Linked DNA regions of Mus musculus: regions 2, 3, 4, 5 and 6 are each linked to region 1. The links are chromatin contacts, called in public Hi-C and HiChIP or PLAC-seq maps. All regions are on one chromosome and are shown on one strand. Each heading gives the region's core, a stretch centred on a gene start, on an enhancer-like site or on the middle of the called end of the contact. The rest is flanking DNA. Distances are from core to core; before and after follow the strand shown.

The links. Hi-C and Micro-C count contacts between places; a contact is called where the count stands out from the background. HiChIP or PLAC-seq counts read pairs in DNA pulled down with a chosen protein or histone mark.
Region 2: a contact with region 1 is called in a Hi-C map of uterus, with 4 times the contacts expected there. The contact joins the enhancer-like site here to the promoter of Twist2 in region 1. A contact is called at or near these places in 6 of 39 promoter capture datasets (the 3T3-L1 cell line, cranial neural crest, embryonic stem cells and 2 more), 8 of 484 Hi-C or Micro-C datasets (the N1E-115 cell line, embryonic fibroblasts, embryonic stem cells and 2 more), 10 of 115 datasets of contacts at active chromatin or transcription factors (the NIH/3T3 cell line, bone marrow-derived macrophages, craniofacial prominence and 4 more) and 1 of 9 other capture datasets (adipose tissue).
Region 3: an HNF4G HiChIP or PLAC-seq map of pancreatic cancer cells shows a contact between it and region 1. The contact joins the enhancer-like site here to the promoter of Twist2 in region 1. A contact is called at or near these places in 15 of 39 promoter capture datasets (the 3T3-L1 cell line, 3T3-L1-derived adipocytes, the SN4741 cell line and 10 more), 2 of 15 datasets of contacts at CTCF or cohesin (the NIH/3T3 cell line and stem cell-derived epiblast-like cells), 18 of 484 Hi-C or Micro-C datasets (the 3T3-L1 cell line, the C2C12 cell line, the HL-1 cell line and 6 more), 12 of 115 datasets of contacts at active chromatin or transcription factors (the NIH/3T3 cell line, craniofacial prominence, embryonic fibroblasts and 9 more) and 2 of 9 other capture datasets (adipose tissue and embryonic stem cells).
Region 4: an HNF4G HiChIP or PLAC-seq map of pancreatic cancer cells shows a contact between it and region 1. The contact joins the enhancer-like site here to the promoter of Twist2 in region 1. A contact is called at or near these places in 7 of 39 promoter capture datasets (the 3T3-L1 cell line, the SN4741 cell line, cranial neural crest and 4 more), 3 of 484 Hi-C or Micro-C datasets (the MC38 cell line, nephron progenitors and uterus) and 1 of 115 datasets of contacts at active chromatin or transcription factors (pancreatic cancer cells).
Region 5: a contact with region 1 is called in an HNF4G HiChIP or PLAC-seq map of pancreatic cancer cells. The contact joins the enhancer-like site here to the promoter of Twist2 in region 1. A contact is called at or near these places in 1 of 39 promoter capture datasets (cranial neural crest), 3 of 484 Hi-C or Micro-C datasets (embryonic stem cells, liver and nephron progenitors) and 4 of 115 datasets of contacts at active chromatin or transcription factors (double positive thymocytes, embryonic limb bud, embryonic stem cells and 1 more).
Region 6: a contact with region 1 is called in an HNF4G HiChIP or PLAC-seq map of pancreatic cancer cells. The contact joins the enhancer-like site here to the promoter of Twist2 in region 1. A contact is called at or near these places in 4 of 39 promoter capture datasets (the 3T3-L1 cell line, 3T3-L1-derived adipocytes and cranial neural crest), 10 of 484 Hi-C or Micro-C datasets (adipose-derived mesenchymal stem cells, cerebral cortex, cortical neurons and 4 more), 2 of 115 datasets of contacts at active chromatin or transcription factors (pancreatic cancer cells and vascular smooth muscle cells) and 2 of 9 other capture datasets (adipose tissue and pancreatic islet).

Annotation. Positions count from the first base shown.
Region 1 is chr1:91,799,167-91,803,009 of GRCm38.p6, reverse strand. It overlaps Twist2 (twist basic helix-loop-helix transcription factor 2), which reads right to left and starts at 1,549. Exons shown (of 2, transcript NM_007855.3): 1 at 861-1,549. The coding sequence starts at 1,383. The coding sequence ends at 901.
Region 2 is chr1:91,599,315-91,603,468 of GRCm38.p6, reverse strand. No RefSeq gene overlaps it. Among named protein-coding and RNA genes, the nearest start is that of Gm28380, 9.8 kb to the left of the region's middle. Within about 2 kb of position 2,643, at least 47 of the 459 cell types and tissues checked have an H3K27ac peak or open chromatin away from gene starts, as enhancers often do. A contact at or near this core is called in pancreatic cancer cells, second pharyngeal arch cranial neural crest and uterus, where this site is marked.
Region 3 is chr1:91,573,838-91,578,068 of GRCm38.p6, reverse strand. No RefSeq gene overlaps it. Among named protein-coding and RNA genes, the nearest start is that of Gm28380, 35 kb to the left of the region's middle. Within about 2 kb of position 2,373, at least 5 of the 459 cell types and tissues checked have an H3K27ac peak or open chromatin away from gene starts, as enhancers often do. A contact at or near this core is called in the C2C12 cell line, the HL-1 cell line and pancreatic cancer cells, where this site is marked.
Region 4 is chr1:91,663,305-91,667,139 of GRCm38.p6, reverse strand. No RefSeq gene overlaps it. Among named protein-coding and RNA genes, the nearest start is that of Gm28380, 54 kb to the right of the region's middle. Within about 2 kb of position 2,434, at least 19 of the 459 cell types and tissues checked have an H3K27ac peak or open chromatin away from gene starts, as enhancers often do. A contact at or near this core is called in pancreatic cancer cells and uterus, where this site is marked.
Region 5 is chr1:91,625,857-91,629,635 of GRCm38.p6, reverse strand. No RefSeq gene overlaps it. Among named protein-coding and RNA genes, the nearest start is that of Gm28380, 17 kb to the right of the region's middle. Within about 2 kb of position 1,340, at least 4 of the 459 cell types and tissues checked have an H3K27ac peak or open chromatin away from gene starts, as enhancers often do. A contact at or near this core is called in pancreatic cancer cells, where this site is marked.
Region 6 is chr1:91,943,513-91,947,341 of GRCm38.p6, reverse strand. Hdac4 (histone deacetylase 4) reads left to right here. Exons shown (of 27, transcript NM_207225.2): 24 at 1,309-1,442. Among named protein-coding and RNA genes, the nearest start is that of Gm46242, 66 kb to the right of the region's middle. Within about 2 kb of position 2,276, at least 15 of the 459 cell types and tissues checked have an H3K27ac peak or open chromatin away from gene starts, as enhancers often do. A contact at or near this core is called in pancreatic cancer cells, where this site is marked.

The DNA.
Region 1 (3,843 bases), core at 300-2,799:
TGTGCTGAGCTGCCTTCTTCCCAGGCAAGGCCCTGCTCACACTGCTTCTTCATCCACACCCACCGCACACTCAGACCTGTTACCCAGCCTGAATCCCTTGCCTCTGTGTCTTTCCAAGTTCAAGGATGGTGGTACTTAAGCACACAACTCTAAATACGATCCACCTGCTTGCAGGCAGCCAGAGACTCCAAGCCGCTACATCCACCCAGGCCTGGGCGCTTGAGGGTTCCATACTTTTGGGGCGACAAGGGTCTACTGCATTCTTGGCGCCCAGAGATTTGCTCCTCTGTGAACCTGGAGCCCCAGCGCTGAACAGAAACCTCTCTGCCGCGCCAGGGGCCAGCATCATCTTACGTACTGAGCCGGCTAGGGCTTGAACGCCCTAGCATCCAAGGCGCGGGCCGGAACTGCGGATCAGAAAGAGCGGATTGTCTGTACCACGCGTGGGCTCCTCAGCTCCATAGAATGAGCGCGAGGCAACAGGTCGGCCACAACCCAGCGGGCATCGCATCTCCTGGCCTCCGCTGGCCTAAGGAAGACGTTTTGACAACCGCTCCCCACAGAGTCACCCACAGATACCCATCCACCAAAAATGAAAAGTGACCATTTGTCCAATAAGTGTATTTGGACCCTGATGGGGAACCACAGGCGGGTGGATTCCGAACGGATACCCTTGGCAAAAGACCTTGGGCGTGCCCCCGGGGTAGGAGAGTTTTCTCAGGTCGCGCCAACCCTTGCAGGGTGAGGAAGCTCACCCCATCCCTGTGCGGTTGCCTGAGGTACCTTCACGAGGAGAGATACACTGGCCCGTCCGCCCACCCACCCGTGCGTCGTGGATGCCCACCACACGCAGCACCTACCCTGGCTTGCGGCTCCGGAGGTGGATGGCACGGCGCGGCGCTAGTGGGAGGCGGACATGGACCACGCGCCCTCCATGCGCCACACGGAGAAGGCGTAGCTGAGACGCTCGTGAGCCACGTAGCTGCAGCTGGTCATCTTATTGTCCATCTCGTCGCTCTGGAGAACCTGGTAGAGGAAGTCTATGTACCTGGCGGCCAGCTTGAGCGTCTGGATCTTGCTGAGCTTGTCAGAGGGGAGCGTGGGGATGATCTTGCGCAGCGCGGCGAAGGCCTCGTTGAGCGACTGGGTGCGCTGGCGCTCGCGCACGTTGGCCAGGATGCGCTGGCTCTGCAGCTCCTCGAAAGACTGCGCGCTCGGGCTGCCCTTCTTGCCGCGCTTACCCGGGGTCGGGCTGCCATCTTCGCTCGATTTCTTGCTGTAGCGCCGCTTCCGGCCGAAGCGCTTGGGCTGCCTCTCCAGCTCTTCCTCACTGGTGCCCAGACTGTCCACGGGGGACACCGGCGAGCTGGAGCCCTCCTCCATGGCGCCCGCCCGGCGCGCGTGGGGCTGGGGGGCGCCGAGCGCACGCCACTGGCCAAGCCCGCGGCCGCCGAGCACAGGCTCCCGGGTCGCTCTCAAAGGCTCTGATTTCGAGGCCGGCTTGTGCAAAACCGAGGTCTCCGGGAGAGGAAGTTATTCTAACTTTTTTGGAAACTCTATCCCGGCTGGGTTGCTAAATAGCTGTCAGGAGCGAGGGCGGCGCGCTGATTGGCCACCGTGGCCAGGGGCAGGACAAATTCTGGGGCCTTCGCCGGCCGCCCCCGCCCCCCCCCCCCCCCCCGGGCGGCACTTTCAGTTTTGTCTCCGCTTTTTTCGGCCCTGACTGTGGCCCGCATCTCGGAGGCCAGATCCGCGCGCTCAGCCTGCGCTCCTACCCCAGGCGCGGGCCGCTAATCAGCGGTGCTGACCTCTAAGTTCAACGGTGCCTGCCTTTGTCTGAGTCTCCTGGAGCAGATTTGGCCCTGCCAGGGTTCAGGGTCTCTGCGAGGGGTGGAGGAGGCAAGTCCAAGCCCAGATGTGCTCCGTGGACCAAGGACGCAGCTGGGAGCCTCTTGGGGCGCGCACTGAGACCTCCGGCGTCTGCAACGCGATCCTGCCCGCAGTGAGTGGAGCTGTGCAGGCAGAGTGCCACGACCCGGGGCAGGGCAGATACTCGCCTGTTGGCAGAGATGTCCACCCCCACGATCTCGCCTCTAGGATCTATAGAGACGCCGCCCGGCTCGGGCCAGTATGCAAGTTGGAGATCCTTTTTCAATCCCGATTTTCTGGGCTACTTCAGCCTGGACACGTTTTCAGAACCTGCCCCCTAAATGCTTTATAGCTTAGGCATCACAGCGAGCCTCTGCGGGAGCGCCCATGTGCCCGCCATGCCTGCCTACCTGACCTTGCCCTGAGTGTTGGATCCCGGTTTGGGGTTCAGCCTCAGCCTCTGTACTGTGCTTCACTTGCAGGCGGGTGGTGGGCCCAGAACACTGAGACTAGGGAGAGGCTGAACCTGTCTGAAGTCCCCTGCCCTGGGCACTGATGGGCAGGGCAGGAGGGCTCAGGATTGCAGAACATTGGGCCAGGCCTTGGTGAACAGACATCACGGATCCCGGCCCTTTGCCATCTGGACTCTGAGCGCCGAGCGCCAGCCAGCGCGTTTGAAGTGCTTGGGGTCTCTTTGTTCGCCAGGCCGCTCTAGCTGGGGCCTGGAGGTGGTTTACAGCTTCCTTGCCTTTGAACCTATTCCCAGGTGACCCGGGCTCAACTAGGCCAGGCTTGAGCATGGCTGTCAGAGAAGCCCTGTGATCAAGGGCTAACTAGGTCTTATTGAAGTTGAACCTGAGGCCAGAGACTGCTACAGCCTCAGCCACTCCTGGGGGCAGTGGGGAGGGCCCCCGATGTGGGGCCCTCGGGTTGAGACCACTGTCTAAGGAGCTGGAAGAGCTGTGTATGCCACTTCTTGCCCCCTCACCAAAGGCCTGGGCTCTCCACCTTTGGGGACATGCAACACGCACCACTGGAACAATGCTCTGTGGAGAGCAGGCCCACTCACAGAGGACTGTCACAGCTCTGTGGCTCCTTAAACATTCTCAGGCTTCAGAAGGGTAGTTAAAGGTCTCCTTCAGCCACAGTGCCCATTGCCAGGCTGACTTGCCTTCTGGGAAGGCCACATTTTATCCAATGTCCCTTTCCTTCATCTTTTAAAAATTCAAAGTTCCTTTAAGGACCAAAAAACCGCATCCAGATCCCAGCTTCCTGCCTGCATGAGACGGCCTTTCCTGGGACTTCCGGGTGGAAGGCATAGGGTGCAGGCATGCTGGGTCACGTTTGGGTGTATCACTCAAACGGGTGAGGCATCTCCTGACCTGGATCCCCTTTAAAGTCCGGCTTAAATAAATAAATCAGGTGATACTGTCCTCCCTCTGTAACCAAAGGGTGTTTTCCCAACAGAAGCCTTCTGGTGCCCAGCCCAGCAGCCACCCCCTCCCCTGTGTCTGTGTTTCTCTTTCTCACTGTCTTCTCCTCTCCCCTCCTCCCTTCCTCCACCAGGCAGAGGTCATAGTTGAGAGGGAAAGGAAAACAGCCCAGCCAAGAAGCCTGGTAGGTCTCAAGCTGCCTGCCCGGGCTCAGTTCAGCCAGAGGATGGGGGTGGGGACATTGCATGGAACATAGAGCTGCCACTCAGAATGGGGGCTCCCCTTTACATAGGACAGTAGTTCTCAGCCTTCCTAATGCTTCGACCCTTTAATACAGATTCTCATGGGTGGTGACTCCCCGAACCAACCATACAACTATTTCATTGTTACTTAGCAACTGTAGTTTTGCTACTGTTATGGATAGTATTATAAATATCTGATATTTATATCAGACATGCATAAATATCCATATTCAGGATAACTGATATGTGGGCTCCCCAAAGGGGTCAAGACCCACAAGTTGAGAACCACCGACCTGGGA
Region 2 (4,154 bases), core at 1,394-3,893, 200 kb after region 1:
GGCAGAGGAACGTTAACCTTTAGGCAAGCGTGTATCCCCATCCATGCCAGCCCCTGTGAACTGTGCTTCCTTGATGGCTGCATTCATTGGATTTGAGATGCTGAGAGGGTCAGCACATCTGAAGGAGGTTTTGTCTGGTCATTCCATTATCCCGATGGATAGGAAGCTTGTTCCAAATCAGTGTGTTCCAGAAGGTCTGGAAGCCTACGACAAGCAAACACCAAGCGTCAGGACTCACGGGGAACAAAGGGTTCCTGAGAAAGGCCAACCCCATATAAGGAACAAGACTGGAGAGAAGATGAGCATTGTGGGAGGGAAGCCTCTACATCTTAGGCAGAAGCCCGTCACCATCAGCACCTAGGAATCCAAGCACCAGACCAAGAAACAATATCCTTCCAGCCACAGCAACACTGGGGACATTACACTGGAAAACCCCAGCCCAGCTCCAGGCCCTGACCAGATTCTGACCATGGTCCACCAAGGATGCTGGGCAGGGGAAGGGCAAATGCCACTACAGTCAACTACTGCACAGGAAGCCCCAAGCCAGTGCCCATTGCTGTACAGAGAGCTCCACTTTCCCAGATCAGATGCACCCGCTCTCTTGCTAACCCCCTGGCTCTCCCTGCTGCAGTGAGAAAGTCCGTCGTGCAAGCATCAACAGGAACCACAGAGCAGACGGACTCAGCCTCACTGTCTTGCCATTAAAAAAGTCACTGTGTAAATGCATCTGAACGGGTGCTCACTTACACTGCATCTTTCCCCTGACATTAACAGTCAGTTGACTTCTGTTTCACTGTGGCAGACTAAGGAGTGTATAACCCCTGATGCAAATCCCGCTAAAATGAGAAAATAAACCAGGAAATGAGGCTCTACTTCCCAAAGCTCTGAAAATAGAGGCTTAAGGAGGCCTCAGAATGCCAGATCCAACCTAAGGGAGGGAGGCAGGATGCAGTCTGGGTCTGAAACAGGTGTCCCTAGAAATCTCAGCAAGTGCTCCCTCCACTTGCCTGACTTGCAGCTTTATCCTGCCCAGTCTTATCCTCACCAGCAATAGTTGAAACAGCGTCAGAGAAGCCCCACCTCTCTCCACCCACCCACCCACCCTCACCCCCACAGCAGCGCCTCCTACTGGTGGTCTGGCTAGAATATCGTACAATCAGGGTCCACCCAGTGCCTGAGCCCTAAGGAGACACACCCAGGACCCCGGACAGCTGACAAGACACACATGGCCAATGAACAGCCTGCCTCTGCCATGTCTCACTGAGGGCTGATCCATGAACTTCTACAGAACCCTGGTCGACTGTCACCCAGTCTCCAAAAGAACCTCTAAAGACCAGGGCTACTGCCAGCTTTTAAAGTGCAAAGTGATGGGACCCAAACAGCATTTTAGAAAGATGGCTTTCTGAGAAAGGGCTTGGACTGCTTGAGGTCTCAGGAGACAAGGATTCTGGAAAGTGCCACAGTTGGTTGTCAGGAGGCTTAGATTCGAAGCTCTTATTGGCCAGCTGTGTGACCTCAGACAACCCATTCATCAGCTCCCAACCCCAGCTGTTTCTGACAAGGACAGAAAACCCACCTGGGCCAAGCATGGGATGGAACCAGGTGTGCCAGGCCTGGAAGCCAAGTCTCTTGTCAGTGACAGCAATGTGTGAGTGTCAGCTGCCACCTGGATGTCCTCCATAGTCATGCTGGCTGACTTCTGAGTGATCCAAACTATGGCGTATAGACAAGAAACCCCAGCTCTCCCCACTTCTGCAGAGAATGCTTCAGCCCTGATGCTGGGTAAAGTCCTCTGAAAGTCCTAACCCCAGGACAAACTAGCAGGTGGGCTAAGTTCACTGAAGTCAGTCCTTATGAGGCCCACACTCTGACTCAGGGCCCAGGTGTGGTGCCCTGTGTATAACACCCTTGCCCCAGGAGGAAGCCCTATTGTCTGTCAGCAAGGCAAGCCCACAGGGCTCTATAAACTGGCTTTCCTCAGGCCCCTGGTAATCATGGACAGGTGTCTATACATGTCACCAGCTAGGCTGCAGAGATCTGCAGTAGATCTTCATTAACCTCAGCCCCAGGATGTGACCCAAATCAAGCATTTGGGACCTGGGGAGGTTGACAATGACACTGCACACAGACCCAGCCAACAACAGGATCCCAAAGCCCAGGGGCAAGGTGTTGCAACCGTGCCCCACTGCGAGTGGAAGGAGCTATACCGGGCCAACCTCGGCCCATACTGCCAGGCCATGGGAGCTCAGGAAAGTTTATGAATCAGGTCCAGACCCTGCCCCTCCCCCATCCCTCTGTGCACAGCTCTCGCAGTCCTTCTGGCCTCCAGATGCACAGTCTGCAAGCGATTTCCCTTTTGTTATTTCAAGCTTGGGGCCTTGATCTTTTGCCACTTTGGAAGGAGCATAGAAACAAAGGGATCTGGGGCTGTTGCCTAATACTGATGCTGGCTTCACCCAGCCAGCCTCCATCTTAGTCCCTGTGCCCTTGCTACCCAGCTGAGCCTTTGATGAGAGAAAGCAGGCACCCCGGGAGCTGCTCAGCAGCTCCCTCTCCTGTCCCCACAGACCTGGGCTCACACAGAGAGAGCCGCGTGCTCCTCTCAACAGTGGTTGCTGCCAACAGGCTGAGACTTGACTCTTGCCAAGCCCTCTGGTGTCCATGACACCTCAGTGCAGCAGCAGAGCAGCCTGTGTGCCCTGCCCTGAGCAGCTGGGGTTGCAGGCCCTTGGCCAAGCTTCACTCACTCAAGCCCAAGGTGCAGAGTCCCCAGCAGTGTGTTAGCCCACCACCCTCCTGCCATTTGCCTGCAGGCTTTGGGCTTGCACACTTGGCTGGAGACAGAGGCTCACAACACATGCTTGTTGAATGATGATGATCCCAGCTCTGCTACACCCAGCAAGTGCCCTGAGCATCCTTCGGAGCACCAAAAGGAAGGGACATCACTAGTGTTGTTAAAGCCCTATCACTAGTGTTGTTACAGACTGTCACAGAGACCCTGGGGGAGAGGCAAAGAGGAGGGTCCCAGCCATCAGAGAAACAGAGGGAAGGGCAAGCAGGAATGTGGCACCCCAGAGAGAATTGGGCAAATACCTTGCAGACTGATGCCCTTCCTGGGCCAGAATGAAGGAGTGGAGTTTCTCCGTGAAGGAAAGGGAAAGTCATTCCAAGCCAAGGACACAGTCTGGGTGTTGAATCAGACTGTAAACTCCAGCGGGAAAGATATGAAAAACCCAAGAGTAATGGAGAGACCAGTGGCAGAGATCAGATACCATCTTAAGACGGCAGAAGCCCTATAGGGTCATGAGCAGAGCACAGGGGCAACACAAAGGGTAAGAAACCAATCACACTGAGTGCCAGGTGCTAATGCAGAGGGCATGGGGCATGAGGACAGCCCTGAAGCTGCAGAGGACCTGGGGTTCAATGCTCAGGTGATGGCCAGAGAGTCCCTCCAGAACAAGGTTCCAAGGTAGGGGGTGGCATCAGGGAGGGGAAGGATAGTGTGACTGCAAGAGGGGAGCTCTGAGAAGGCGGAGACAAAACTGCAGCGTTGGGCCATCAGGATGCTCCGTCAAGCTGGAGGCTGAGGCTTAGAACCACAGCACCTGTGGAGCAGTCTGGGGACTAAGAGTTCAGGGAAGCATCTGTATTTCAGAGCTGGGGAAAAAGTAAAAAGAGACACAAAAGCCAGAAGAGGATCCTGGGAAATCACTAAGGGAGGAGAGGACACAAGGCACAGAGCTTCCTGCAGAACACTCTCTGACCTCTGTGTTATTCCTCGCCCCACATGGTTCAGGTCCCAAGCCCGAGTGCAGGGGGCTACAGTCACGCTTTCCCAGGTGTCTTTGGTCTACAGGAAGATGCTAACACTCCAGATGAAGGAGATGGAGTCCTAGGCTGGGGAGGTCTGTGTCAAGTTCCAACTCTGTCTCTGGCCAGCAGACACCACGTGTTTTCTTAGCCTCATTCAGTGCTGAATGTGGTAACAGCTGAGCGTTTTCCAGAGAGCCCATGCCAGTAGAAGCTGGACATAGGGACAAATGTCTGTAGAACATAAAGATGGTGCAGCACATAAAAGCACTTGCCACCAAGCCTGATGACTGGAGTTCCATCCCTGGGCCCCACGTGGTAGAAGGAAACCAACCCCAACAAAT
Region 3 (4,231 bases), core at 1,124-3,623, 230 kb after region 1:
GCTGACTCAGACCTTATCCAGGATGATATCACTAAACGTGAGCCACAAACCACAGGCCTTTATACAGGCCACCATCTGTCCACCCTCCCTCAAGTCCAACTTTCTATGTTGTTCTGGAAAAATCCTAGTATCCAAAGGTCACCTCTATTATGAGGATTAGGCGTCCCTTGAGGTCCACAGGCCCCAGAACATTAGAATCCAAGAGAGTCAGAGTCCATCCGGTGTGTGACTGAGCATCCCTACTCTGCAGAGCAAACAACAAACCCCAGCAAGACACTTCCATTGTCTGTCCAGAAGGACAGGACACACTGCCTCCCCTACCAGCTCCAACAGCATCTGTACAATCAAACCAGCTTCATGCAGCTGCTACCCGACTCACTGGAGATACAAAAAAAAAAAAAAAAAAAGAAAAAAAATGTGTCTGTGTCTCAGCTCCAGACCAACCCCCACCATCTCCTTGCTCTCCTCAGGGCAGCAGGCTGATTTAAGTCCCACTCAGCCCTAAGATAGCATCATCTACCATGCTCATGGGTAACCCAGGTTAGCACCAGCACAGCCACTGGAAGACACTGTCAACACACCATAAGAACCTACCGAGTCCTTCAGCAATGGGCACTCCTGCATGGAAAGGGAGGTGTAGGAGACCAGGCTCCATCCCCAGTCCCCATACCCAAGATTCTAGCAATGAAAACAACGTTCGGGAATATACACATAGGTTTGGGTATGCTTGTGTAAGGAGTTGGACAAATGAGAGTGTGGTGTAGGGTGTGTGTATGTGGGTTATACAAGATGTGTGATATATGTAATGTGATATAGAATGAATGTGTGTGTCATATAGGGTATGTAGTACACATACAGTATGTGTGGAATGGTATGTGTGTGGTATATATGGCATGTGAAATTGGTGTGTGTGGTATGAGTAAGTCAGTATGTTATATGGTATATGTAATATGGGTGAATATATATGCTACATGATGTTTATATTCACTGGTGTGTGGTATATGATATATGTGATATATGGTATGAGAATATGGTAATTTCAGAAGCAAATGTGATATATGTTGGGGAATGGGGGTTGTGGGGTTGTTTATGCTATTTATGGTATATAAGTGAGGAGTGATCATTATATGTAGCTGTAGGATATTCAGAGCATATAGTATGTGGTGTGTGGGCTATGTTTTGTATTTAGTACATATGGTATATATTGTTATAGTAAATGTTATGTGTGATGTAGGAGTGAGTAACCTTGGTGGGTATAGTGTGGTATAGTAATTGTGATAAATCCCACATGTGTATGTACAGTGTGTGTGTGTGTATGTGTGTGTGTGTGAGAGAGAGAGAGAGAGAGAGAGAAAGAGAGAGAGAGATTGGTGTGGCTTATGGTGTGTATATACAGGGCATGCAAAGTGTATGTAAGGGAAACTGTCAAGAGTATGGAGAACATTGTGTATATGGCACATATGATATGGATTGGGGAGGATATGGGACTTGATGAATGTTTGTAGTGTGCATGATTGTGGGGGTAGAGTGTAGAGGGTATGGGGTATATGGATTAGAGGGCTATGATGTATACATGCTAAATATGAAATATAAATACATATATACATATACATATGTACATATGTGCATGTCTATGTAAATATACATATACATGCACATATGTACATATGTGTGTATGTATACACATAAATGTATGTATGCATGTGTATACACACACATACACTCCCTGGGGAGCAAAGGGTCCATTTGGCTTCCATGTCTGGATCACAGTCCTTCATTAGGGGAACCAAGACAGGAACTCAGGGCAGACACTGAAGCAGAAGCCATAGAGGAACACCCTTTACTGACCTGCCTTCTACAGCCTGCTCAGCTTGCTTTCTAATATAGCCCAAGGCTACACTGGGCTGAGCCAAGTGCTACCATGGATTTGCCTACAGCATGATAACTAAGTGAGACCCTGAGCCTAATAAAGAGGGTTGGTGGTGTAGCTTACTGGTAGAGAGCTGACCTGGCATACATGAACCAAAGCCATGTTCTTAATAAAAAAATAAACCGGGGAAGCATGTGTGGTCTCCCCAGTATAGGGTAAAGTGGGTAGCAGAAGGAACTCTCTCAGGGTGGGGTCAGTGCTCAGTGAGAGGTGGCAGTCCAGGCTTCCCTAACAACATACCCTCACACTCAGCAAATGGTGCAATGTGAATCTATTCTCTCACAGCTCTGGGGGCTGGAAGTGCAAGACCATCATGCCATGCGGCCAGCCACCTGTGAGAGCAATCATCTGGCTTCAGCGGTTGACTCCCATTCTGCCCTCACCCAGCTTCTCCGCTGGTGTCTCTTCCTTTTCTTACGTCACCAGCCCGGTGGATCAGGGTCCACCCTAATGATCTCACTTAGCTTCCTCAACTCCCTCGGGGCCCATCTCCAAATCCAGACACACTGACGGACAGCACTTCCAAGATTTCAACGAACAGGGTTCAGTCCACAGCAACAGGGAGTCTGAGGAGAGAGAGAGAGAGAGAGCCATGCCAACATTTCTATTTACAAGACAGAGACACAAAGCTCTGAGAAGCAAGGAAGCCCTGGGCTGTTGGAAACAGGAAGGGGGGACACATTATCATCCCTGCTCCAGGAGGCTGAGGTGGGAGTCAGGAGTGAGGTGCGTTTGGTAGAAGTTCTAGGAACCAGATGTGAGAACACAGACCTGGGAGCTAGGTCCACACCTACAGTAGGCACTAAGAAGCTTCCAGATTCTCGATCGGGGGGTCACTATGCTCACATAGGGTAGGAAGAGAGCATGACACCCAGGAGCCATGTGGTCATATGTTGAGGGTCTCGTGGATCACACATAGACTCCAGGAAGCTCGAACTGAGGGAGCCCTAGGCCTGAGTGGTGATTGTAGGGACCAAATACCAATGTTCTAGAAGATGTATTCCATCCTCCAAAAATGCACTAACAAGGCAAAGGTAATGAGAAGAACAGCCATGTGGGTGCCAGACACCCACCCCATTCATTCTCTCAAACATGCTCTGGGCAAGGGCTATGTCAATATCAATTCAAGACGCTGTTCTTCCCCTGCCAGTTGGGAAAGTTCAGCCGATTTCCAGGGAAGACACAAGCTGTCTCAGTGCTGAGGGAGCAAAATGGAGTTCGGAGTTGTTAAGTCAGCCAAGATCTATGCACACTAGAGCCAAATGGAGTTCATGAAACTGAGCACAACGCTGTGTTGCTTCCCTCCTCAAGGTGATGGCCAGTTTGCCCTAGGAAGAGAGAATGAAAGTCAAGTGTCTGAAAAGGCTACCTAGAATTCTACCCATGCCTCTCTGCTATGGAGAGATTAGGTTAGGGCACCAGGGAACATCGAGAGCAAGAAAGGATGAGCAAGACACAGAGGCGCTTGACTGCCTTGTTAGCTCACTACCTTCTTGGTTTAATTGATCCTCACTAATCTAACTGCCTGTAGTGAGCAGAAGGGAACATTTTAAGAAGGATGGTAACATCATTCAGAGCTCAAAAACAAAATACAACCTCAGTGCACAACATGGGTGAAACCACCACCTGGGCTGGCAAAATGGCCCAGCAGTAAAGAGCACTGGCTGCTCTTACAGAGAGGTTCCCTTTGCTGGCACCCACAGAACAGCTAACAAACATCTAGTTCCAAGGGATCCTGTGCCCTCTTCTGGCCTCTGTGGGCGCTGCATACACATGGTACATAGATAAACATGCAGGCAAAACACCATACACATAAAATAAAAATAAATCCTTTTCTTTTAATTTTCATATCTACTGGTCACAATCCCATTTAGAAAACAAATGTCCAACAGCAACAACAAAACGATGACTAAAATACGGGGCTGTAGAGATCAGTGTGGAGAGGCAGGATGGGCAGAGCTGGTTCAGTGCAGTCTATTACTAGAAAACTCAGACGCAGACAAAACTAACCTGTGCCAGTGGGGACTTTAAGACCCGATACTCTTTTGGGAAGATGCCAAAATGCAGAAGATGTGAGGAAGGCTTTGGAGTAATGGGAACTTAAAACATCTCCAGCTGAGTAGACTTTGGTGGGACGGAAAGGCCGGTATAGAACATCTCAAGTCAAAAACACAGGGGACCTGTGAGAAGAACTTAGTCAAAATCAATGAATTTGACCCAGTGCCTGACTTGCCAGGCAGACTGGACATAGTTGGGAAGACAGAAGTACCTGGAGAAACAGCTGGAGAAAATCTCACAGAA
Region 4 (3,835 bases), core at 1,185-3,684, 140 kb after region 1:
CAGGACCCACTGCAGATGCGAGTGTGGCCGTGGTGGTGGATTTGCTTTGCACTGGTGGGAGATGCCGTGAACAGGGTGGAGGACAGCCCGGCAGCACCCTGAAGGTGCTTACCACCATTGAACAGTATACTCTATTTGATGTCACATGACCCTCTCATCTCAGCCAGTGGTTTTTTAAATCATATCAAAGTCTTCGCTCCTCTGGGCCACATGCAGGTTGGGACATAACAAAGCATGACATTAGAGGCCCCGGGTTTGTCCTCTCCTGCGTTGCTCTTCAGCCATTGGGTGGTCTGGAACAAAGGTAGCCACCTACAGCGTTAAATGAAGACCTGAAAGTTGATATTTAAAATTATCTGTAGCTGGGCACAGGGGAAAAATTCCTGAACAGAACAGCAATGGCTTGTGCTGTAAGATCGAGAATTGACAAATGGGACCTAATGAAACTCCAAAGTTTCTGCAAGGCAAAAGACACCGTCAATAAGACAAAAAGACCACCAACAGATTGGGAAAGGATCTTTACCTATCCTAAATCAGATAGGGGACTAATATCCAACATATATAAAGAACTCAAGAAGGTGGACTTCAGAAAATCAAATAACCCCATTAAAAAATGGGGCTCAGAACTGAACAAAGAATTCTCACCTGAGGAATACCGAATGGCAGAGAAGCACCTGAAAAAATGTTCAACATCCTTAATCATCAGGGAAATGCAAATCAAAACAACCCTGAGATTCCACCTCACACCAGTCAGAATGGCTAAGATCAAAAATTCAGGTGACAGCAGATGCTTGCGTGGATGTGGAGAAAGAGGAACACTCCTCCATTGTTGGTGGGATTGCAGGCTTGTACAACCACTCTGGAAATCAGTCTGGCGGTTCCTCAGAAAATTGGACATAGTAGTACCGGAGGATCCAGCAATACCTCTCCTGGGCATATATCCAGAAGATGCCCCAACTGGTAAGAAGGACACATGCTCCACTATGTTCATAGCAGCCTTATTTATAATAGCCAGAAGCTGGAAAGAACCCAGATGCCCCTCAACAGAGGAATGGATACAGAAAATGTGGTACATCTACACAATGGAGTACTACTCAGCTATTAAAAAGAATGAATTTATGAAATTCCTAGGCAAATGGATGGACCTGGAGGGCATCATCCTGCGTGAGGTAACACATTCACAAAGGAACTCACACAATATGTACTCACTGATAAGTGGATATTAGCCCCAAACCTAGGATACCCAAGATATAAGATACAATTTGCTAAACACATGAAACTCAAGAAGAATGAAGACTGAAGTGTGGACACTATGCCCCTCCTTAGAATTGGGAACAAAACACCCATGGAAGGAGTTACAAAGACAAAGTTTGGAGCTGAGATGAAAGGATGGACCATGTAGAGACTGCCATATCCAGGGATCCACCCCATAATCAGCATCCAAACGCTGACACCATTGCATATACTAGCAAGATTTTATCGAAAGGACCCAGATGTAGCTGTCTCTTGTGAGACTATGCCGGGGCCTAGCAAACACAGAAGTGGATGCTCACAGTCAGCTAATGGATGGATCACAGGGCTCCCAATGGAGGAGCTAGAGAAAGTACCCAAGGAGCTAAAGGGATCTGCAACCCTATAGGTGGAACAACATTATGAACTAACCAGTACCCCGGAGCTCTTGACTCTAGCTGCATATGTATCAAAAGATGGCCTAGTCGGCCATCACTGGAAAGAGAGGCCCATTGGACACGCAAACTTTATATGCCCCAGTAAAGGGGAACGCCAGGGCCAAAAAGGGGGAGTGGGTGGGTAGGGGAGTGGGGGTGGGTGGGTATGGGGGACTTTTGGTATAGCATTGGAAATGTAAATGAGATAAATACCTAATAAAAAATGGAAAAAAAATTATCTGTAGCTTTTTTTTTCCTGATCAATAAAGTGATAGTTGAATCGTGTAATTTCAGTGAGAGGGTCTTCTCACTTTCCAGACCATGCCCTTCCAACCCTTTGCCTGCCCCCCCCCACCTCCACACACACCTTTATTTAATCACACCCCTGTCTTGGCCTCTGACTCTTCTGGGCTCCTCCTCCAGGCCCCTTGGGAGGCCTTTCCCAGTGTGGGAGCCAGAGGATTAGGAAGGTCATGGAGTCACCTGCCATGAAGATTTTCTCTTAAAACCCTAGGTTTCTGTGTTTCCTCCTTTGTCTTCATTTTGATGAAAACAATACCGGGCCTGGACCTCCTGCAAGGCATCTGTTCATTTTCTCTTCTTTGACTTTCAGAACACTTAAGGCATGACTCATCCTCGTGTGTGTGTGTGTGTGTGTGTGTGTGTGTGTGTGTGTGTGCTCGCGCGCGCGCATGCGCGCGCGCATCTGTACACAATGAAGCAAACTGAAAGGGAAGTGGGTGTTTGCAAAGCAGATAGACTGCAGCATGCAGGCACACAGTTCAGTTGAAAGGCGCCCACAGGAGAAGTTCATGTACTGCTAACCCTGCAGAAGCTACCTCAGGTCCACCCTCTCCATGATGGGAATGCAGCAGGCAGCACTGTCTTCTGGAGGCATAACGGACCTCAGGCCCATCTCTCTCTAGGTCCTGTTTCCTTCTTTGCAAGTCCCCTCTGCTTGCCAGGGGCCTCCTCACACACCTCACAAGCAGAATAAGACAGTTCAGTTTCCTGACCCCAAGGGCCATCTGAGGAGGTCCTCTCCCACAGGCAAAGGGCTAAGTCCCCCTTGAGGACAACAGATTTCCTAAGTTGGCAATTCCCCAGTGGATGGTGGAGTATAAGGCATAGCCAGAAGCAATAGCTGGGCTGGAGGAGGTTAGTGCCCACATCTCCTCAGTGTCCATGACCTTGTGGAGAAAAGAGGAAGAGACAGCTGAGGAGGGCTCTCTAATAGCCTAGCACCTTACTCCCAGGCCCACCTAAGCTTTGGTACCCAGGCTTCCCAGCTCAGAGTAATTAATATAAAGTCTGGAGACTCTATCTTCATACATCTGCGTGTCCAGATGTGTAGCCATAGGTGCCAGCCTGACCTCACTGGGGAAGCAGCCAGATCCTCCAGCTGGGTGAGGAGCCATGTCTGAAAAGTAGGGTGCACCACATGCTTCCAAGTACTTCCACCCTAGCTGTGAAAGCCAAGAGCAAGAGTACAGTCACTGAAGGAAAGTCTCGAACATTCCACCAGTGGGCCCACACCTCTCCACTACTGAGAAGCCTCTGCTGGGGTCTTAGCACAGAATGTGGAGCACAGAGCAGACAGGAGAAAGGAAAGGAGACACCGGCTGTGGCCTCCTGACCAACTACAGAGAGGAAGACTTTGGCGGTCTCATGTGCTGTGTGTGTGTGTGTGTGTGTATACATATACATACATCGTACATACATCATATTGTGTGTGTGTGTGTGTGAATGGATGGTATGTTGTATATATGTATGTGAGTGTATGTGTGTAAGAGAGAAAGGAGAGAGAGGGGCTGTTTGTGTTTGTTAAGCAGGTAAGCTGTAGACAGCCTGTTGTCTCCAGACTCTGCTCATATACATCTGAGCCGCTTATGGCACAGTATTTGCATAAGACCTATACACACCTTCCTGCATTCCTTGGCCCATCTCTCTCTCAATGACTCAAAATTCCTATGACCAGGCAAGTATGTAGACAGATGGTGCAGCCTGTTGCTCAGGGAGTGATGTCAAGGGAATGCCTGTGTAGATCCAGAACAGACACAACTTTTTTCAAGTATCTTCAAACTACATTGGCTCGAGTCCATATATGTAAAACCCAAGAACACAGAGGTATGTTAGCCCAACTAACAGCAACTATAAGACCAACTAAG
Region 5 (3,779 bases), core at 91-2,590, 170 kb after region 1:
CGGTGAGCAAGACCAAACAGGAGTCCCCTGCAAGAGCCCAACTGATGTCATCTGGGGCTGCAGCACATACCACGGCCATCTAGAGCAGCATTTTCAGCCTTCCTTTATTACAGTTCCTCATGTTGTGGTGACCCCCCATCCATAAAATTATTTTCGTTGCCACTTCATAACTGTAATTCTGCTACTGCTATGAATCACAATGTAAATATCTGATATTTCCAATGGTCTTAGGCGGCCCTGTGAAAGGGTGGTTCAATCCCCCCCCCCCGGGGGGGGGGTCTTGACCCTTTGCCTTAAGGCAATCAAGACAGTCACACATACACACACACACACACACACACACACACACACACACACACAGAGAGAGATGCCTGCAGGCTCATCTGATCTACAGGATCCCTCACTGAGACTCTCATTCCCGATGATTCTAGCTTGTGTCAATCTGACAACCACCATCAACCATCACACCACCCAACCGTGAAACACTTCCTCCACACTCTTCGACCGCACAAGCATCGGTCCCAACAAAGCAACGCCTGGTTCTGGAGTCAACGGTTCATAAAGTCACTGGGTGCTGACCTGGGGAAGACAGAGCCCACAGTAGACTGACAGACAATTTGATGTCCCTACAAGCCTCTGGTCATAAAGCAAGATGGAAAAGGTGGTGAGGGAGGGGGTGTGGGTGAAAAATCAAGGTATTAAGATAAGATGCGATTATATTAGACTCTCAGTAACTTAAACAATTGCTGTTCTTCGTGCGTGATGAGAAAATGGTCAGGGAAGAGAGCTGGGGAAGAGACTACAGGCAGAGAGGGAGCCCTGAGGACCAGGCAGAGGAAACCCTAGCATACATGTGAAAATGCTGTGAGTGAGCCTGTCACTTTGTATGCTAATTAAAAATAAAATATGTAAAAAAAAAAAAAAAAGACTGTTCTTGGGGGGGGGGGGGGCACATCACAGGGAAGTACTGTGAGTCACAGTCACAGTGCAGAGAGGCCTTGTCTCGCCAGGGTCTTTTCGCATGTCAGCATGGGTATTAAAAACAAGCTGTGCTGCCTGAGGACCAGAGTGGCTGGAGCCTTGAACTTGGCCATGTTAGCGCTCCTCCCACCCCTACATTAGAGAGCGCACCTCGTAAAACCACCTGACAACGTCATTTGCAAAAGGAAATTCTTTAAGATAAGAAAACCAAATAAATCGGCTCATACATTTTTATTTAATTTCCGAACTTTGTTTAATCTTTAACCCTCGTAAATTAAGTCCTTTGAGTAATATAACTCAGGCTCAAAATCAAAACACAGTTATTGTCTACTTGCCTTGAGAAGGTGCCATCTCCCCCTTCTCTCTGCCTGCCTGCCTGCACTTCAAGCTCATGCCTGTGGTATGAAACACATGGACTCAGCAGTTAAGAGCACTGGCTGGTCTTCCAGAAGACCTGAATTCGGTTCCCCGCACCCTCGTGGCAGCTCAAAACTATCTGAAACTGCAGGAAACTGGGGATCCCCCAGGCACAGGGTACACACATGGTACACAGAGATATAGGGAAAATTCTCACATGCACATAATAATAATAATAAATTCTGACACTTGCTAGTAACAGTGCACAGTATGACATTTCTTTTTTTAAATTATTTTCTTTATTTGCATTTCAAATGTTATCCTCTTTCCTGGTTTCACCTCTGAAAACCCCCTATCTCCTCCCCTCTTCCCCTACTTCTATGAGGATGATCCCCACCCATCCACCCACTCCTGCTTCCCCATCCTGGCATTCCCCTACACTGGGTCATCGAGCCTTCACAAGACCAAGGGCCTTGATGCCCAACAATGCCATCCTCTGCTACATATGCAGCTGGAGCCATGGGTTAATAAATGTGTACTCTCTGATTGGTGGTTTAGTCCCTGGGAGCTCTGGGGGGTGGGGGTCTGATGTATTGCTTGATGGTTTATTTTTATTTTAAAAAAATGCCACTGTGCACACTAGGGGGCTACTTATCCAAACACAGAAAACATCCAGTGTTGACCAGGATGGGGAGATAACAAAGGCGTGTGCGCTACTCCAGGAATGAACATCAGAGTAGCTACTGAGAACAGCAGGTCAGTCCCCAGAGTTAAATATAGTGAGTGTCACTGTGTTCCAGCAACCCTGCATCTGGACATTCACCCAAAGAACAGAACAGGGCTTTGAGCCCGGCACACCCAGCTCAACAGCGTTATCACCAACAGCAGAATGAGGGATAAGCTACCTGTCCAGTGAATGGATACACTGTGTAGTAGGCATGCATTGTGGACAGTCACTCAACCTTGAAAAGGAGGACATGGTGACAACCTCTAACAGGATCTAGAGGGCGTTGTGCTCAATGAAGCCATCCACACAGGCGATCGCTGCAAGATGCCCCTCAAGCTGGGTCTGCAGTGCAAGTCAATCCACAAAGATCGCCAAAGGGTAGCTGGGGAGGGTAAGGCAGGAAGGGGGCATTGCCCAACAAGTTCAAAGCCTCCAAATGTTGGGACAAAGAACTCTGTCGATGGAGGGTTAGGGGAGGTGGATGCTCCTTGGGGGATGGAAACCTAACATCTCTGGGCCATGTACTTAAAAATAGGCATGGGGTAGATTTGATGTCTTGGGGTTTTGCAACATATAAAAGAAACACTTGGTATAACACATCCTCTCTGCCTCCTGCTGGTTGTTTCACCTGATTAAACTATAGGGACTTGGCTGCACCTGTACCTATCAGAATTAAAGCTGAAACAAAAGACTTGTTATCCTTTGTTTATTTTTGAGAAGTGTTTTTGTTGTTCAGACTTGGTTTTGTAGCTCAGACTGCCCTGGAACTCTTGCTACTCCTGGCTTAGAGTGTATGCTAAGAATATAGGGTGTGTCCCCACACCAGGCCAGAAAAGAACTTTAAAAAAATTAAGTATTTAATAATAAAGAGTTAGATTCTAAGGCTGGAGAGATGGCTCAGCTACTAAAGGCTAGGCTCACAACCAAAAGTATAAGAGTTAAATTCTGGGCATTTGCTAAAAATAATGGTGCAAAATATGTGTTGATCTGATTTTCGTACAAATAAGTATGTGATATTTTATAAATAATCTCTAAAATGAGCTAAGACAAGATGTCAAGGATAGATTATCTCGTGTTTAACATAGTTTTAAATTTTTTTTGCTTAAGTGTGTGTTTTATACTTTTTCTTCCTATGTGTATATGAGAAAGTTTTACACACCAAACGCTGTCTTGGAGATGTGACAGCATTCGAAGCGTTGTTATAACTGAGCACCTGTGCTGTGTCACTTCTGTCACGCGGGCTGTCATGTTTAATCATCAAAGAATTAGGTGAAGCAGATGCCTCCCACTTCCTGTCTAAGCGGCCTCAGTTCCAGCAAGGCTCGGGGAGGCTTTGAAAGCTCCTCGTGACTTCCAAAGCTTTCTGCCTGTAGTTTTATTGCATCTTTGATGTAGGCACAGTGGGGAAAGCAGAGACTGTTCATTCCTTCCATGGGCAGACAGGGAAATCGAGGCGCCAAGAGGGAGGTGGAGATGCGCTCACTGGAGCTGAGGAGCGTGGCTTTGCTCCTATCCATTTCTTTCCCCTCCATGGATGAAGAAAGGCTGCTTTCCAAACTCTAGGTTCCAGGAAGATCAGAGCCCATAGAAGGAATCCAGGCCTGGGTTTCGTGATGTGTAGTGTGCAGTAGGGCTAAGTGTAGGGAGTCAGGCTAATCTCCAGAGGCCAAAGGAGGACAGCCCTGCAGAAGCCAGTTTTTGTCTCCTGCACTCA
Region 6 (3,829 bases), core at 1,027-3,526, 140 kb before region 1:
CTCTCACCTGCATTTCTTACTCAGTATGAGAATATATGGACAGCATCAGCAAGCCCTGAGCAGCAGGAGGCTGAGAGTTGAAAGTCACAAGTTCTATCCTTAGGACAGAGACTCAAAAGGACATCAAATTCACAAGGGCACACACCAGTTCTGTCAGCTGTACTGTGGGCATGAGCTCTTCTCCAGCTGTCAGAGGATAGGGCCCCAGTACCACCTAGCTGACATGTGCTTGGTGCTGAGTTTTGTTCTCTGATGGAGGAGAAGGCCCTCTAATCTTTATAAAGCTGGAGAAGGAACCAACTAAGAGGCCTTGTATCATATAGTTGCTGCTCTTCTCATGGAAGAACTTACTGGCACTGCCTCTGGCCTTTGCTTCTGCTCTGCTGCAGCACATGGAGAAGATAAGGAAAGCCTCTGGGCTGTAGCACTTTGGGTCACACAGTGACCTGGCTGGCTGTCACCTGTCTATCTGTAGCACCTTGGGTCACACGGAGGCCTAATTGTGTCACCCAACCATGCTGAGCAGAAGCAACAGGAAGCCTAGGGTCCTGAAACCATGCACAAATGCCTTCTTCGGTCAAGGTCCTGGCATCCTCTCCTCTCTGCCCATCAGTGCATCTAATCACAGAGAACAGTCAGTCTCTCTGCTTTACTGTGGTAGATGTGGACCCAGCAAAGGAATAATGAGACTAGAGGTAGCCTTTGGGATGTCAGTGCCTCTCTCCTGCTGTCATTGCTCCTGCAGTGGGGTCCTACAGGGGCAGAGAGTACTCTTTGTACCACAGTCTCTGTAACCCCAAAGCCAGTATCAATGTTTCCATCAGAGACATTGGACCTGAATCTGGTCTGGTGAGTGGGCTGGTTACTAGGGCTTTCCTAGTGCCTAACCTGCATCAGCCTATCTGGCTATGCATAGCAACCCCATGACCAGCAAGTGATGTGCTGGGTGTTGACTGAAAACAGGGAAGACTGTGACCCTAGATGGAAGCAGATGCCCAGACATGAATGTGGGAAAGCTCCGTGCCACACACAGCATTGACATGGGCATGCTGCCTTCCACTTGCATATGTATGTACACAGCATATCAGATGCCCAGGAAGGCAGGGAGTGCAAAGCCTTAGATGGGGAAGATACAGCACTGAAACCAAAATTCAGTCAGTCGGATGAAGATACAATCCAAAAGCCAAACTAATAAGCATGTTAAGCGAGCCTCAGTTACTGAAGATGATACCCAGCTCCTGTGTTTATTAGGGATGTTGAGGGGAGTATCTGGCGCGCTCCACTCAACGTGTCCCTCTGCCTTTGCAGGTTTTGGGTACTTGACAAAACAGCTGATGGGCTTAGCTGGTGGCCGGCTTGTGCTGGCCCTTGAGGGAGGCCATGACCTGACAGCCATCTGTGATGCTTCTGAAGCCTGCGTGTCTGCTCTGCTGGGAAACGAGGTATGGAGCGGTCCTGGCCCTGCAGAGTGTGCTCACCACAGGCACCAGGCCGCTGCACAGAGCTCAGACGGCAGAGGCCAGCCACCTCCCATCTGAGGGGCAGTTCACCCAGCACGGGGCTACAGCTGTATCCCAGCCCGGGTAGGATGTCTGACCTTGGCTAAGAGATGAGCAGAAGGGACACAGAGCGGGGCCAGGACACAGAGGCACTCGCTGCAGCACGTTCTCCCTTCCTGTTTCACTCGTGTGGAGGATAACGTGCTGGCCAGGCCTCATGCTGCTCCTCAGCTCTCCAGTGTGGTCCGGTGTCTATGGGAGCTTGTCTGCAGGCTTGGGTGGAGTCAGCATGCACAAGCCGAGCTTTCAGCTTAGGGCTGGGCTGGGACCTCTTTACTCAGCTATCATATATCCTGTGACTCAGGAGCAATGCTTAGATTCGGGTTCTGCACTGCCCCACTAGTACTGCCAGGCAGAGTTGGGGACATTGGCCTGCACAGTAGTCTTCAGTGGGTCAGTCACATAAAGTTTTTGAGGGTTAAAGTACAGTGAGCACCATGTGAGTTCCCTCCTGCTATGTTGATGAAGACCCCTTGTTGACATTCCTAGCTCCTTGTGTTTATAGCTGCACACAACAGAGACCCAGTTGGAATGAGCTTCAGGTTAGAATGAAGGTGATGTCACATAACCCTGGGAGCCCCAAATGCTTGTGGTAAAACTGACACATAACCTTCATTGAAGAATTCCCAAATCTGAATCTGTCTAGGCCAATGGTTCTCAACCTTCCTAATGCCCTATTAAAGGAACTCTTTTATGCAGTTCCTCAGATTGTGGTGACCTCCCCCCCCCCAACCATAAAGTTACTCATTGCTACTTCATAACTGTAACTTTGCTACTGTTATGAATCATAATGTAAATCTGTTTTCCGATGGTCATAAGTGGCCCCTGTGAAAGGGCCATTCAGCCCTCCCCCTACCCCCACCCCCCGCAGAAGGGTCACGACCCATAGGTTGAGAACCACTAGTCTAGGCCTCTCTGGCTGGTATGTATATCTGTTACCTAATTTATGTATGTGATTCTTGCTTCATAGATCTTACTCACATTGATCCCCTATGGGTGCTGTTTAGGTGCTAGGAAGGAAAGAACCAGGAGTAAGGAGCACACCACACAGATCCTGGAGCCTGTGTCACATAGGAGCCCCTCGGCTTCAGGATTAGAGTGGCAAGTGGGTCAGCAGCTCTGCGATCTGCGGCGCCTGCTGCACCTGCTCTTCTGGGCTTATGAAACTGCTGTCCCCACCATGTAGGCCAGGGACTAGATGGCTCTTAAGGAAGACCCTCTCTGACCTGGTTTGCCAACACCTGCCAGCCCAGGGTTGGCCCATGTGACACAGAGATCAGGATTGCTCTTGAAGGTTCTTGTCAGAATTGCACACAATACCAGACTCAAAGTTAAATGCATGTTCTGTGTGGTGTGCTCTGCAAGTTTCACTCTAGAAAGCACAGGGTAGGAGAGAAGAGTGAAACTGCTGCCTCACTATGTACAGCTTTTAAGCTTCTGGAACCAAATGCATATTCCTCCCTCAACCTTCTGTGGACACTATTATAAGAGAAACCCTGCTAGTTATGCCTTGCTACAGCTCTGACCCATGCCATCAGTGGGGTGTTCCTTCATCAGAGAAAGTAGGTGTACACCTTAGCCAAGTCTTTCCATCAGGCCCTGAGTACATCAACCAAGCACTGAGCCTCACCCCCCAGCCCCCACTCCCCAGTCTCATGGTTGCCAAACCTCCCTGCCCTCCATTGTAGCTGTCATGAGAGAAAACCATCTAAACTCAAATAGAGAGCAGGTACTTAAGGAGGCGGGTCAGAGGCAGCAGTCAGCCACACGTGTCCCCAGCCCTGCCTGGCCAGCAAAGCTTGCTCCCACTGACTTCCCTGAAATCCTAAATGTGAAAAGGCCACCAGACTAATTGGCATTATTTTCCAAGATTTCCATTTATACATAGGTCTCCACAACATTTACCTTTAGACATTTTCCCTTATGGGAAAGATGAAAGAGAGCACACAGGATACTTTCCTACTGTGTGACTCCTGGTCTAAGGTTATTGAGGATGCCAGATGCTCATGGGTAGGCTCAGAGCCCTGACATAGTGGCAGCTAGCAACTGTGCTCAATGCTCCAGGAAGCCTAGGGATGGCAGCCTGGCCTAGGTTCCCCACAGCATACTGCAGATCCTGACCCTACTGTAGGAAGCTAGGAACTGGAATTCAGAGACATGGGCTCTGGGCAGGTGTCAGTGGCTCAGTGGAAGACTCTTGCACATCTTGGTGTCATCCCATGTATATCCCAAGAGAGGAGAAGGGGCTAGATAGTGTGAAAGGACAGGGC